3 separate regions of the Sus scrofa genome follow, and regions 1 and 2 are each linked to region 3. Evidence: chromatin contacts called from public Hi-C and HiChIP or PLAC-seq data. All regions are on one chromosome and are shown on one strand. The core of a region is the stretch at or near the end of the contact, and the rest is flanking DNA. Distances in the headings are between cores, read along the strand shown.

Region 1 (3,773 bases), core at 112-2,611, 480 kb after region 3:
GGCTAAGATAACCCACCCAAGGAACCCCTCTAAGCACAGAAATATATCCATACCATAATCAACAATCAACAAACAGCAACAAGAAAACACTGGATCTTTTGACCTTTTTCAGCTTGCTCTCTACTATGTTATGATGTTTCTACTATGGGTTACTGTATATTTTTAAAAGTCTACTATCCTCATATCCATCTTACCCTAAAAAATAAGATACAGTGTAAAAAGAACAATCCAGGAGAAAATGTATGAGTTCTTTACACAGATCCTCTAAATCACTGAGACACTTTAAGGTTAATGTTGATTCAGAAGTCCAAAAATTCAAGAAAGCAAACTTACCACCTTATAAAGTTTTTACATTGCTTTCAGCTTTATTTTTCAGTTAGAGCAGTTCACCAGAAAAATATAATGGTACAAAGGAGGTGCTCAATATTTGTTAAATCAACAATATATTAAATAGTAAACACTGAAAGTAGTGTTTAAATGGAGAAACACTTTCACAGCTTGTGAGAGAGAGTGGCATCTCTACACACAGTTAATATCTGAGACTGCACAACCAAAACTGTTAACAACAGATCTTAAAGCAGGAATTTTTCACTCAGTGCACATGGATAAACCCATTCCAAAACTTTGAAGAAGTACCTTTCCAGCTTTCTAGAACAGTGAAGTTTTCTATTATTTAATATTGTTTAGGCTGAATTTCAGCTTATTAGATTTATTATTTACTACTACTAAAGAAATAGTATAATTTCCTTAACTGTGGCCAAGAAGCAAAAGCCTTAATGTCAAAGACCACAATGTTTTATTATAACACTGAACAGATAAGAGGTTAAAGAATAAACTAGCAAGTATCCATGAGGATTCGGGTTTGATCCCTGGCCTCACTCAGTGGGTTAAGGATTCAGCGTTGCTGTGGTGTAGGTCGCAGACACAGCTCGGATCCCATGTTGCTGTGGCTGTGGTGTAGGCCAGCAGCTTCAGCACTGATTTGACCCCTGGCCTAGGAAATTTCTTATGCCTTGGGTGTGGTCCTAAAAAAGAAAAGAAGAATAAACTAGTTGAAACCCTTAGTGGCAACCTCTGACCAGAGTCAGAAAATCCCAGTAAGGCCTTTAGACTGGTAGTCCCTTCTGCCTGGAACATTTTCCCCTAGAGTCATATCATTCAGGTCTCTCTTTCTCAAAGAAGCTTAAGGCACTTCTGCTGCACACTGTAACATAATGCCTGCGTCAATGAGCAGCATTTTAATTTAAAAGACTAAACTCAGAACCAATGATTATTCAGACTCAGGTATATGGCTAAATTCTCAAGAATTAATAAAAGAGCATCTGCCTTGTGGCACAGCAGGTTAAGGATCTGGCATTGTCACAACAGCAGCTTGAGTCACTGCTATGGCATGAACTGGATCCCTGGTCTGGGAACTTCCACATGCCACGGATGTGCAAAAAAAAAAAAAAAAAAAAAATTTTATGAAACAAACCTATCAACTCAGAGACAATAACTGGCACTATTTCTTGCCAATGAGAAAATCTGATGTTTCAAACAAAACTCAGAATTTTGGAAAACTTGTATCTCCTGCCTGGTGAACCTGACAGTTTACTAATACTTATTAGACTTTTCTGATGAGATAGGAAATGATATTAATGAATATTTTTTAATCTGTCTAATGCAATGTGTCAACATCTAGAAGACTTGCATAACTCAAAGAACTGATAGTTTCCAAATGACCAATGTTTTGCAATGTTACAAAAGCAGAAGGCATATGTATTATTACCATATATCCTCTACTTTTAAAGATCTATTCAAAGTGCAAGACAGGAGTTCCTATGTGACTGAGTGGGTTAAAAATCCAGCATTGTCACTGCAGTGGCTCAAGTCACTGCTGTTGCACAAGTTCAATTCCTGGGCCCAGGAACTTCCACATGCTATGGGGGCAGGCAACACCGGATCTTTAACCCACTGATCGAGGCCAGGGACCAAACCCACATTCTCATGGACACTATGTTGGGTCATAACATTTTAATACAAAGTTAATCATTTCTTTGCTGAAGGCACATTTCCACATTATTTCCCTTCTTGACAAATTTACTCCAAATTCATCATGCAGATATACTTGACTTCAATGAACTTGTTAACTAAAAATAAAGGACATCTACTAGCAGAACTTCATCCATCACAGGAATACAAACACTAACCTTTCTAGATGAATGCTGACTTTCAATAATCAAGAGAATCACTTGAGTTATCTATCTTCAGAGAAAAATACAACAAAGGCAGAAGACCAAAACAAAAACAGCTGGGTGAGAAAACACATATAAAACATGTACCATTTAATGGCTTTTCCCTCTCTTGCCATTCCTTACTCCCGTAAGCAGAGATATGTAGCTAGTGATACTGAATTAACTAGATCAGTAAAGCTTCCAATGTCAAAAAGCATACATGTAATAACATCCGTGTGCATGTACCTAAGGTCACAGGCATTAGTCTCTGATTTCCAAATGCTTATGAAAAACTTCTCAAATTAAAACTAAATTCATCGCTTCCTAGCCTAAATCTAGTTTCACTTCTAATCTCTATCCATTTATCATCAACGGCAAAAACATTTCCTCAATCACAATACCATGGTTCTTGCCGTCATAGTCTATTATCTAAATACTTCTTTGAAAAGGTCTCATGGATGTGCACCTTCTTCTCCATTCCTAGTACCTAAATGAATCCAGGCTTTCTACAACAAACTCATCTGTTTTCCCTGCCTGCCTTCCAGCAATCCTCTCTGCTGAGGAGCAGTAAAACCTGCTCCTAAACAATTTTTTTGGTTGTCATTCTTTCCCTTGTTCAAGAACTCCCTAGGGCCACTTTCTGTTAGCTTTCCTCAAATTCTTCTTTGAATAAGTCAGATTAAGAATGAAAAAAGTGATACACTTTTAAAGGCTGAATTAAATTATACCTCGATAAAGCTATCTATCATAAAGGGAAAGAGGCAGGGAGTGATAAAATAGGGTGGGAGGACAGGTAATTCTCAAATGGTTCCCCATGAAGTGCTGCTTTACTCCAAATCACTTGGGGGATTCTGCAGAGCTGAAAGACCTGAAGCACCTACAGAGGCTGCCAGAAGCAATTTGGCCTCCTAGGAGCCAGTTCTAGCCATGGTCAAGCCTATACCATGAAACTGACTCTTTCATCAAACAGAGCTTTGTTAGAAAATACATTCCTCCATGGAGCCAGAATCTAAACCTTCATGTTTGTACTCATTTTTGCAGTACTGGCCTTCTAAAAAAAATACCAAAAAAGAAAGAAAGGCAAAAAAACTTCCTTCTTCATGGTGGCCTACTGAAAACACAGAGTACATCTAAAACGTCACAAGTCTTTTCTTTAGAATTCCCCCAACCACTTGTTATAAAGCACGGTTTCCAATGTTTTACACTATTCTGGGCAAACTGAGTGCCCATATTAATTGATTAAAATGATAACTGTTAAAACAATATCAAGTTGCAAGCATGATTTTAAATAGTAAAATGGAACTATGACATCTCTTGATCAGTATTAATGTAACTAAAAACTATAAGTTCATTTTCTGGTTTCTCCTAGACAAAAGAATTTTTTTTAAATGGGTTTTCCAACTCATATTTAGACTGCTCACTGCAAAGATTCTGTAAATTAGCAAACCCATAAAACAAATTCTATCACTGAGATGAATCACACACTAGACTGCACTGTGAAATGTAAGGGGCAGGGGGGTAAAAGAGACTGCAATCCTCTGGCAAATTCCCTTATCTCCT
Region 2 (3,805 bases), core at 770-3,269, 340 kb before region 3:
GACGACCGAGTCCTGGAGGTGTTGCTGCTGTCGGCTGCACAACAATGTGAATGGACTTAATGCCTCGGAGCTGTGCGGACACTTCCAGATGGTTCGAATGGTCAATTTTATGTTAGGTACATTTCACCGCCATTTTTTTAAAAGAGGAGACACCATCCTAAAATGGAGAGTTATGCAAGCAGAATACTTGCCTCCGATGAGCTGAGCGCTATCTTTCATTCCTCTCAGGAGGAAGGGCCAGATCCTCAGGCAAACGGCAAGAGGCAGTTTGAGGATGAAACGGCGAGCCAAGTGCTCCGTTGACTCACTGGACACGAAAACTCACGATTAAAGTTAGACCAGAGGGAGGCTGTCTCTGGCCTTCCCTCTGCCGTCTGTGCCACGCTGACCGGGAAGGGCAGCTGGACCCTAAGCTGGTTCTTCTGGAATTAACTCCAGCACCTTCTTCTCCCGCCTCCCAGTCTGACTGTGTCTGTCACTTCCCAGCACTGTGAGAATCCGGCTGGACGACAGCCCTCGTGTCACCGAGCACAAAGGGCTGTGGGACCAGCGTCTGGAGCTGGGGGCGGGGGTGGGGGGATCCCACCCTTTCTCCAGGCACTGTCCTCCACGTGAAACAGCTCCCTGTTCTAGTAACCTTTCTTCTTCGTGTCGCTTGGTCTTGGCCTTCTTATCCAACTGCTATCTTTTATTTTTTTTAGAATCAATGTTCCCAACAAGCAAGGAATAGCCTGAATTATAAATCCAGCTGCAGGGACAGAGACCAAAATAACTGTGCTCTCTTGGGAGTGGCTGACCAGCTCCCCGGAGGGGGCCAGGCTGGTGGGGGAGCTGACACCAGCGCCCCTCACTGTAGCCCTGCCGTCCCTCGGGCCATGCTTTGTTCTCTTCTTCAGGAGGGCGTTCACAGCAGCAGGAGGCAGGGAGGGGGGTGCCAGCATCCTGTTCGCCAGAACCCAGCCCCAACCTCACCTCCCAAGAAAGACACTGTCCTGCAGGCTCCAGGGATGGACAACAGGGAGAAAGGATGTTGCATGACAGGGTCTTTTCTGTCACTGGTGACATCTGGCCCTCGTTTGTCTGAACCACCCCCCACCCCCGACATGCATGCATGGTCCACGGAAGGTGGGCTGTGGGCCTGGGAGCGCAGCTTGGGCGTCACCAGGGGCAGGATGTCACCGTGGGAACAGGAGGTGGGGATTCCTCGCTCTGCTCCATCCCCGGGGGTGGAGGTGGGTCAAGTCCTGTTGGTCAGTCAGTTACTGAACACTTGCTCTCCCAAGCAGTGGCTCCTCTAAAGACCAAGGCGGAGACCCGGTCCTGCTCTTATGCTCCCGCCAGAACCCAACTCAACCTGCAGGATCCCGGCAGCCGAACGCAGGACTGAGGGCCGGCCCCCCCAGCAGCACAGGAAACCCCTGCTGATAGGAGGTGCCAGCCCCTTATCTTCTGCCCACCCTCCTGCCTGGTCCTGGTCCCTGCCCCTGCCATGTGCTCTCTGTGCCCGAGACCCCATCCCCGGTTGACCCAGCCTGGGTCCTTAGACAGCCTCCTGCCGACAGTCTCGTCTTGACTTGGAAAGGTGCTCTGGTGCCCTCAGGGTCCTGAGCCACTGGCTGTGCCCACATCTCCTCCTCCCAGGCCCCAGCCTGGACCCTGCACCTGCCCAGCGGAATGTGCCGCCCAAGTCCAGGCCCCGCCAGCTGCCCTCGGCTGACACAAGCCTCTCCCCTGCGCTCAGGCTACCAACCCTTCCTGAAGAGGGCCAAGAAAGTTTCCAGTGCAGTGGATGGTTCATAAATAGGAAAATTAAGATACTGTTGAAAACCAGGAAAAGCAACAGCCTGCTCTCGCTACTAGAAGATTCCCACAGCTGGGCATCTCCTAGGCTCCTGTTTTCCAAAAGCCATCAGTAGAGAAAATTCTTGCACTCGAAACGTGACATAGGTCCTGGCTTTTCAAGTGAGTCCAGGAGGAAGGGCCACGGTGTTCCCGTGCTGTTTGCCCTGCCTTTCTCCTTCCCCTGGCTTGGAGCCTGGAACGGACGCACATCGGCCCAGCAGGCTTCTGAGCATGAGCGTTTGTCTGAGTGTTTCTGAAGGGTTACAAGCACAAAGCACACAATCCCAAAACGGGTCAGAGCCGCCCTTTCTTCCTCACCTCAGACATTCAAACGTCCCTTGTCAGCTCTCAGGCCCTGCAGACTCATCAGTTTCTGCGTTAATTCCACAGAAGCCCCACATGTCATCTGGCAAGGTTTCTGCCACCGCCCGGGTGGCCGCCAAGACCACATCTTCCCATATGCATAGCATCATTTCCCAAGGGACCCCGGGAAAAATCAAGTCCTCTGTGGCACGTCCACTGGAAAGGCCAAGAACATTTTTCAGAGCCGGCCAGAGGGGATGACAAGCAGTAAGGCCCATGGACACAGCCTGCCCGGAGGCAGCTTCAAGTCACACACGGGCTGCAGCCATCTCGCCCCTGGTCTCAGACCCAGACCACCCTGCCCCTGGCTCCTTGGTAACATACCTGGGCTGGGCATGGTGGCAAATGTTTTGCGGGCTGGAAAAGAATAAGCAGAGTCACATGGAACGTGGTTCCCCATGACCTGGGCCAGGTCACCTTCCCCTACACCTGCTCTCCCGTTTGCAGACTAGAGCTGGAAACAGCAGAGTCCCTGGCACAGACACCTGCTGCAGAACTACAACCACGCAGCCATTATCAGTCTGACCAAGGAAGGTGGGACTCAGACCCCCTGACAGGATGTGTTCCCAAAAATCAGGGCCCCAGCCTTGCCATAGAGATCTGGCTAAATATGAAACGTGAATGGTGGGGTTAACACACGGGTCTGTGAGTGGCAGCTAGAAGACAAGATCCAAGGCCCCTGGCCTGTGAGTGAGATCAATATCTCCGTGGCAGGTCCTTTCAACACAGTATTTTAATACGAAGGCAGAGCTGACAGCTCCAGACAGACTGTCACGCAGGAGGGAGTTCACTTCACGAGAGATTTATCAGATTTCTGGGGTTGCGGGGATGATGGCTCTGCTGCGCTGTGATCTGTTTAGGCTGTTTTCCTCCTCCGTCCCTACTCGGAGGGCACTTCAGAGATTTCTTTATGACTTTCTCATGTGAATTCCTTCAGAAAGTTCTGAAAGCTTTGACCGTTTTTCTATAAGTGCAAGTGTGTATGTGTGCAGGTGAACACAGAAGCAACAAAGAAGCTTTAGAAGTTGCCCCCATGGACCGCCCTCCCACCCCCGCATCTTCCTAAACGGTCCCAGATGCGCTGAGGGCACATTGCTTCCCACGGGGACCTGGGAGACCGACACGGGTGATCCTAGCACCCAGAAAGGAAAGCAGGGAAACCCACGTGCTTGGGGTGAAGTTCCCAAAATGGTTCATCTGGGGGAGAACTGCTGCCTATTCAGTTCCCCAGAGAGGTTCCTGAGAAGGCCTCCCTTCATGTCCCAAGTCACCTCACCTCTCCTCGCCTTCTGATCTGGAAGCTGCCTTGCACTTTTCTCTGCACCGCCTCTCCTCCTGTCTGCTCCTGACAACAAGCCACTGGAAAGCACCGGACTCGCCCCAAAGGGGTCGGCCCCGGGAAGGACTAACGGATCGTAACTCAGGTGAAGCCCCAACACCACTAAAGCGGAGCGCTGGCTGTGCTGTATTTGGCGTTTCTCACTCCAAGCTTGCCCGAGGAGGCTGGTGGTAACCCCCTCGTCCTGTTAACGTCACGCACACCTGCCTGGAAGGAGCCAGGCAGCCGGCACCTGCACCCCACCCCCGGCAGCCCCAGCTT
Region 3 (4,270 bases), core at 1,617-4,116:
CAGATCTGGTGTTGTGGCTGTGGCTGTAGCGTAGGCTGGTGGCTCCAGTTCAGCCCCTAGCCTGGGAACCTCCCTGTGTCAGGAGTATGGCCATAAAAAGACCCCCCCCCCCAACACACACGTAAGAATATGCACTGAAGATAAGCCTCCTATCTTGACTTTACTTCCTGGTCCCCTCCCCAGTGGCCTTCTTTCCAGAGACGGTTCACAGATAATAAGCACATGGCTGCCTTTTTACGCAAAAGATTTCATCTCATACCCACTGATCTGAACCATGTTTTTTGAAAAAAATACAGAAAAGTAAGACTGTAATATGAAAAGTTCCCGCCACTCAGAGCTGATTAAAAACTAGCTATATTTTTCCCCCACAAAAAAAGAAATGTTACAGATAAAGTTGAAATTTTCTGTGACCTTCACAGGCAATCCTGTACCCCACCTCCCCTCCCCAGAGCTGAGCACTGTCAAGAATTTGCTAATCCTTTCAGTAATTTTGTTACTTTCACATACATACATATGTATATCTGTGAAAAACACACAGTATCATTTTGTGTGATTTTTTGCTTTCTAGGGCCACTCCCAAGGCATGTGGAAGTTCCAAGGCTAGGGGTCAAATAGGAGCTACAGCTGCCAGCCTACACCACAGCCACAGCAACATGGGATCCAAGCCACATCTTCGACCTACACCCCAGCTCATGGCAACACCAGATCCTTAACCCACTGAGCAAGGCCAGGGATCGAACCCGCAACCTCATGGTTCCTAGTCAGATTCGTTAACCACTGAACCACGACGGGAACTCTCCTGTGCATCTTTAGTAGGGCTTTAAAGTGTGATACTGGGAGTTCCCACTGTGGCACAGCAGAAACTAATCTGGCTAGTATCCATGAGGATGTGGGTTCAATCCCTGGCCTCTCTCTGTGGGTCAGGATCTGGAGTTGCCATGAGCTGTGGTATAGGACAGATGCGGCTCAGATCCCGTGTTGCTGTGGCTGTGGTGTAGGCCAGCAACTGTAGCTCTGATTCCACCCCTAGCCTGGGAATGTCCATATGCCAAGGGTGCGGCCCCCCAAAAAAAGTGATGATACTCATCGCTTTTGCTTCTTTCTCTTTCTCTCCTATCTTCCAGTTTCCTCTAAATGCCAGAATTAATCTGCTATCATTGTAACCCCAATTATACCTCATGTTTCTGGGTTTAGGGTCAGATCAACAGCTGGAGGTCACTCAGAGTTAATCCAGGTGAACCATGGAGGTTCAGCACAACCAAACGTTCTGGGTGGCCTGGAATTCACTTTGCCCTGGTGTGTATTTATAGGCTGTCCTAAAATTGCACCAAGTACTGGCACTACTGTTGTGACCTCTTACAACCTTGGGGTGCCCAGCACAACCTGGGCTGCTGAGACCACTTGGGCCCTGGTCTGACCTAACCCTAAGGCCATTGCAGGGGGTGCTGGCACAGGGGAGCTAGGGCCGTGGTGACTTTTCACTTCTTTCTCATTCTTTTTAGCTCCTTAAAATACTCCCATGGGAGTTAGGCTTCTCACAGTAAAAGGGAAAGAGAAGAAACAAAAATGAAGTGAACTTGATGCCATATGGAGTATTTGAAAGTTGCTAAGAGAGTAGATCCTAGGAGTTTTCTGGTGGCTCGGTGAGTTAAGGATCCAGCATTGTCACTGCTGTGGCTTGAGTTGATGCTGTGGTGCAGTGATCCCCAGCCTGAGGACTTCCACATGCTGTGGGGCCTGGCCAAAAAGAGAGAGAGAGTAGGTTCTAAGTGTTCCCTTCACAAGGAGGAAAATCTTTTAAATCTCTATAGGGTGATGGATTTAACTAAACTCACTGTGGTCATCATCTCACAATATGTGCGAGACAGGTCGCCATGCCGTTGCCCTAAAACTTACAGAGCACTGTGTGTCAATTACATTTCAAAAATGAAAAAGAGAGAAAGAAAGAAAGAAAGAAAGAAAGAAAGAAAGAACCCACTTCTTTACATGAAAAAATACAAAAAACAAAACAAAACAAAAAAAACACCTCAGTGTTCAGATTTCCAAACAATTTCCTTGCCCCTCTTTTGTTAAAAGATAAGCAGAAACAGTAGGTGTTCTGAGAGAGAAGATTTTTCTTAGCCTTTCTGGCCTGGACAGTGTCTGAAGTTGTGTACAGTGAACTTTGCAGAGGACACAGTTTCCCAAGATTGTTTAGCTCAGAGTGAAGGACATGGCACATGGGCAGGACATGTGACTGTCACGCAGGGCAGGTTCTTCGGACCAGTCACCCTGCATGCTCATATTTTGAGCAAACACTGGGACTTGGGTTTCTAAGCACAGCCAGCTTTGTAGGGGTGACACCCCAGTCACCTCCCTCTTCCAGCCGAGAGTCACCAGAACACAATGTCCCCATCTTATGAATGGGCATTGTTCTCAGAAAGAATTCCTAAATACTTTGTTTAGAACTGGAAGGCATTTTCCCAGATAAACTAGAGTATGCGTAATCCATACTATTCAGGGCAGCCCAAAAGGACCAACAGAAACCCCACCCTGAGTAGAGACCTGCCTCTCAGGAAACACCTTCCAGTTTGCAAGCTGAGGTCCTGGGACCCTTCCCTACCACCGCAGCCCCTCTGTGAGCAGGGCCACCAGCACGTCCCGGCACCAGGCTGGGCTGAGCCAAGGGAGGAAGGTGTTCTCTGCTGTGGCCTTGGGCCCCCCTGAGGACACAGTCCCGCCCTCCTGGTACAGACTGGTGGCCTTACTGCTTTGAGGCTTTGCGGACACAAGGGGATCCAGCAGTCAAGACAGACTGGAGGGCAGGAAAGCTGACATTCCGGTCCTGGGAGCTGGGGCGACATCTACAGAAGAGACACACTCTGGCCCTGGGGCTGATGTCCAAGGCCAGGGTCCCATTCATGGACCCAGGAGATGGGTGACCTCCTCTCCCCACCCTCATTCTCCCACCAGCTGAATTCTTGTCTTCTGAACTCAGATCCTGTGTGTTCACAGAGGGACAAGCAGTCAGCAACCTGTCCCCTTCCCTCAGGCCTCTCCCTGGTGACTGAAGGGAAGGGTGCTTTTTATTTTCTTGGCTGCACCCAAAGCATGCGGAAGTTTCCAGGGCAGGGATCACACCCACGCCACAGCAGTAACAATACCGGGTCCTTTAACCACTAGGCCACCAGGGAACTCCCTCCATTTTTTCTTTTCTTTCTTTTTTTGTTTTTTGGCCACAGGTACAGCAACACCGGATCCAAGCCAAGTCTGCAACCTACTCCACAGCTCATGGCAATGCTGGGTCCTTAACCCACTGATCAAAGGCAGGGATCGAACCCGCATCCTCATGGATACTAGTCAGGTTCATTTCCGCTAGGCCACAAAAGGGACTCCTCTTTTACTTTCTATGCAGTGGGTTAAGGCTGGGCAGGCAACCTCCCAACCCATCTCCTGGCTCCCACCCCTACAACCTTCCCTGGGTTACCTCAGTTCAGGCCTCTCCCTCCTCCTGCCACCCCCCACCCTCCAGGGGCCACGGTCCTGCCTGGCCCGAGGGCTTAACTCCTTATGCTGTGTTAGTTACATTGCCAGAACAAATTAAAATTTTCAGATAATCAAAAACAAAACAAACAAGCAAAAGGAACCCAACCGTTTTATGTAAAATGAACCCACCATGGGGCCTCTCTCTGTAATTCACACAGGCTGAGAATTACGGAGCTAGTTCTGCCATCCCGGCCTCACAGCGCCCGACTCAAGGCTTCCCCATCCCCTCTCTGTTTCAACATGTACACCAGATGCCCTTTCTTCACTCTGTGCAAATCTGTGTCCTTGGCTCTGCACGCCTTGATCTCTCACCTTAGATTCAGGACGGCCAAGTTCCTTCAGCTGTATGCCCCTATCAGAAGTTTCCTGACTCACCCTTCTTGTTCAAATTCACAGTGGCAAGATGGGGGAAGATTACTGTACACACCTGAGGCTCACAAGGAAACACACACCTCTGTTGCAGGTGACTACATCCTGTGATTACCCAGACATCCGCTGAGGAACCAGAAGGAGCTTGGAGTCGGTCAGCGTCAATTAGCAGCTGTGTGAGTCAGAGGATGTTACTCGACCTCTCTGAATCTTGTTTTCCCACCTGTAACTTGTGGATGGTAATGCCTACCTTGCAGAGGTACTGAGAGAATTATATACAATACATGCAAAGCAGCTGGTACAGTAAGGCCTCCACATGGTAGCTAGAGTTATTCCCACCTCGGCAGTGATGACCTTCAAACATGCAGAGAATTCG

What was found. A called contact is a pair of places that touch in the nucleus more often than the background predicts. HiChIP or PLAC-seq counts read pairs in DNA pulled down with a chosen protein or histone mark.
Region 1: an H3K27ac HiChIP or PLAC-seq map of alveolar macrophages shows a contact between it and region 3. The contact joins two enhancer-like sites. A contact is called at or near these places in 1 of 47 Hi-C or Micro-C datasets (heart right ventricle) and 1 of 2 datasets of contacts at active chromatin or transcription factors (alveolar macrophages).
Region 2: a contact with region 3 is called in a Hi-C map of liver, with 3 times the contacts expected there. The contact joins two enhancer-like sites.

Annotation. Positions count from the first base shown.
Region 1 is chr5:68,256,544-68,260,316 of Sscrofa11.1, reverse strand. The region is part of intron 2 of ERC1 (ELKS/Rab6-interacting/CAST family member 1); the gene reads right to left. Among named protein-coding and RNA genes, the nearest start is that of ERC1, 35 kb to the right of the region's middle. Within about 2 kb of position 1,361, at least 3 of the 83 cell types and tissues checked have an H3K27ac peak or open chromatin away from gene starts, as enhancers often do. A contact at or near this core is called in alveolar macrophages, where this site is marked.
Region 2 is chr5:69,081,240-69,085,044 of Sscrofa11.1, reverse strand. The region is part of intron 4 of CACNA1C (voltage-dependent L-type calcium channel subunit alpha-1C); the gene reads right to left. Among named protein-coding and RNA genes, the nearest start is that of CACNA1C, 66 kb to the right of the region's middle. Within about 2 kb of position 2,019, at least 11 of the 83 cell types and tissues checked have an H3K27ac peak or open chromatin away from gene starts, as enhancers often do. A contact at or near this core is called in liver, where this site is marked.
Region 3 is chr5:68,738,792-68,743,061 of Sscrofa11.1, reverse strand. No RefSeq gene overlaps it. Among named protein-coding and RNA genes, the nearest start is that of ADIPOR2, 42 kb to the left of the region's middle. Within about 2 kb of position 2,866, at least 21 of the 83 cell types and tissues checked have an H3K27ac peak or open chromatin away from gene starts, as enhancers often do. A contact at or near this core is called in alveolar macrophages and liver, where this site is marked.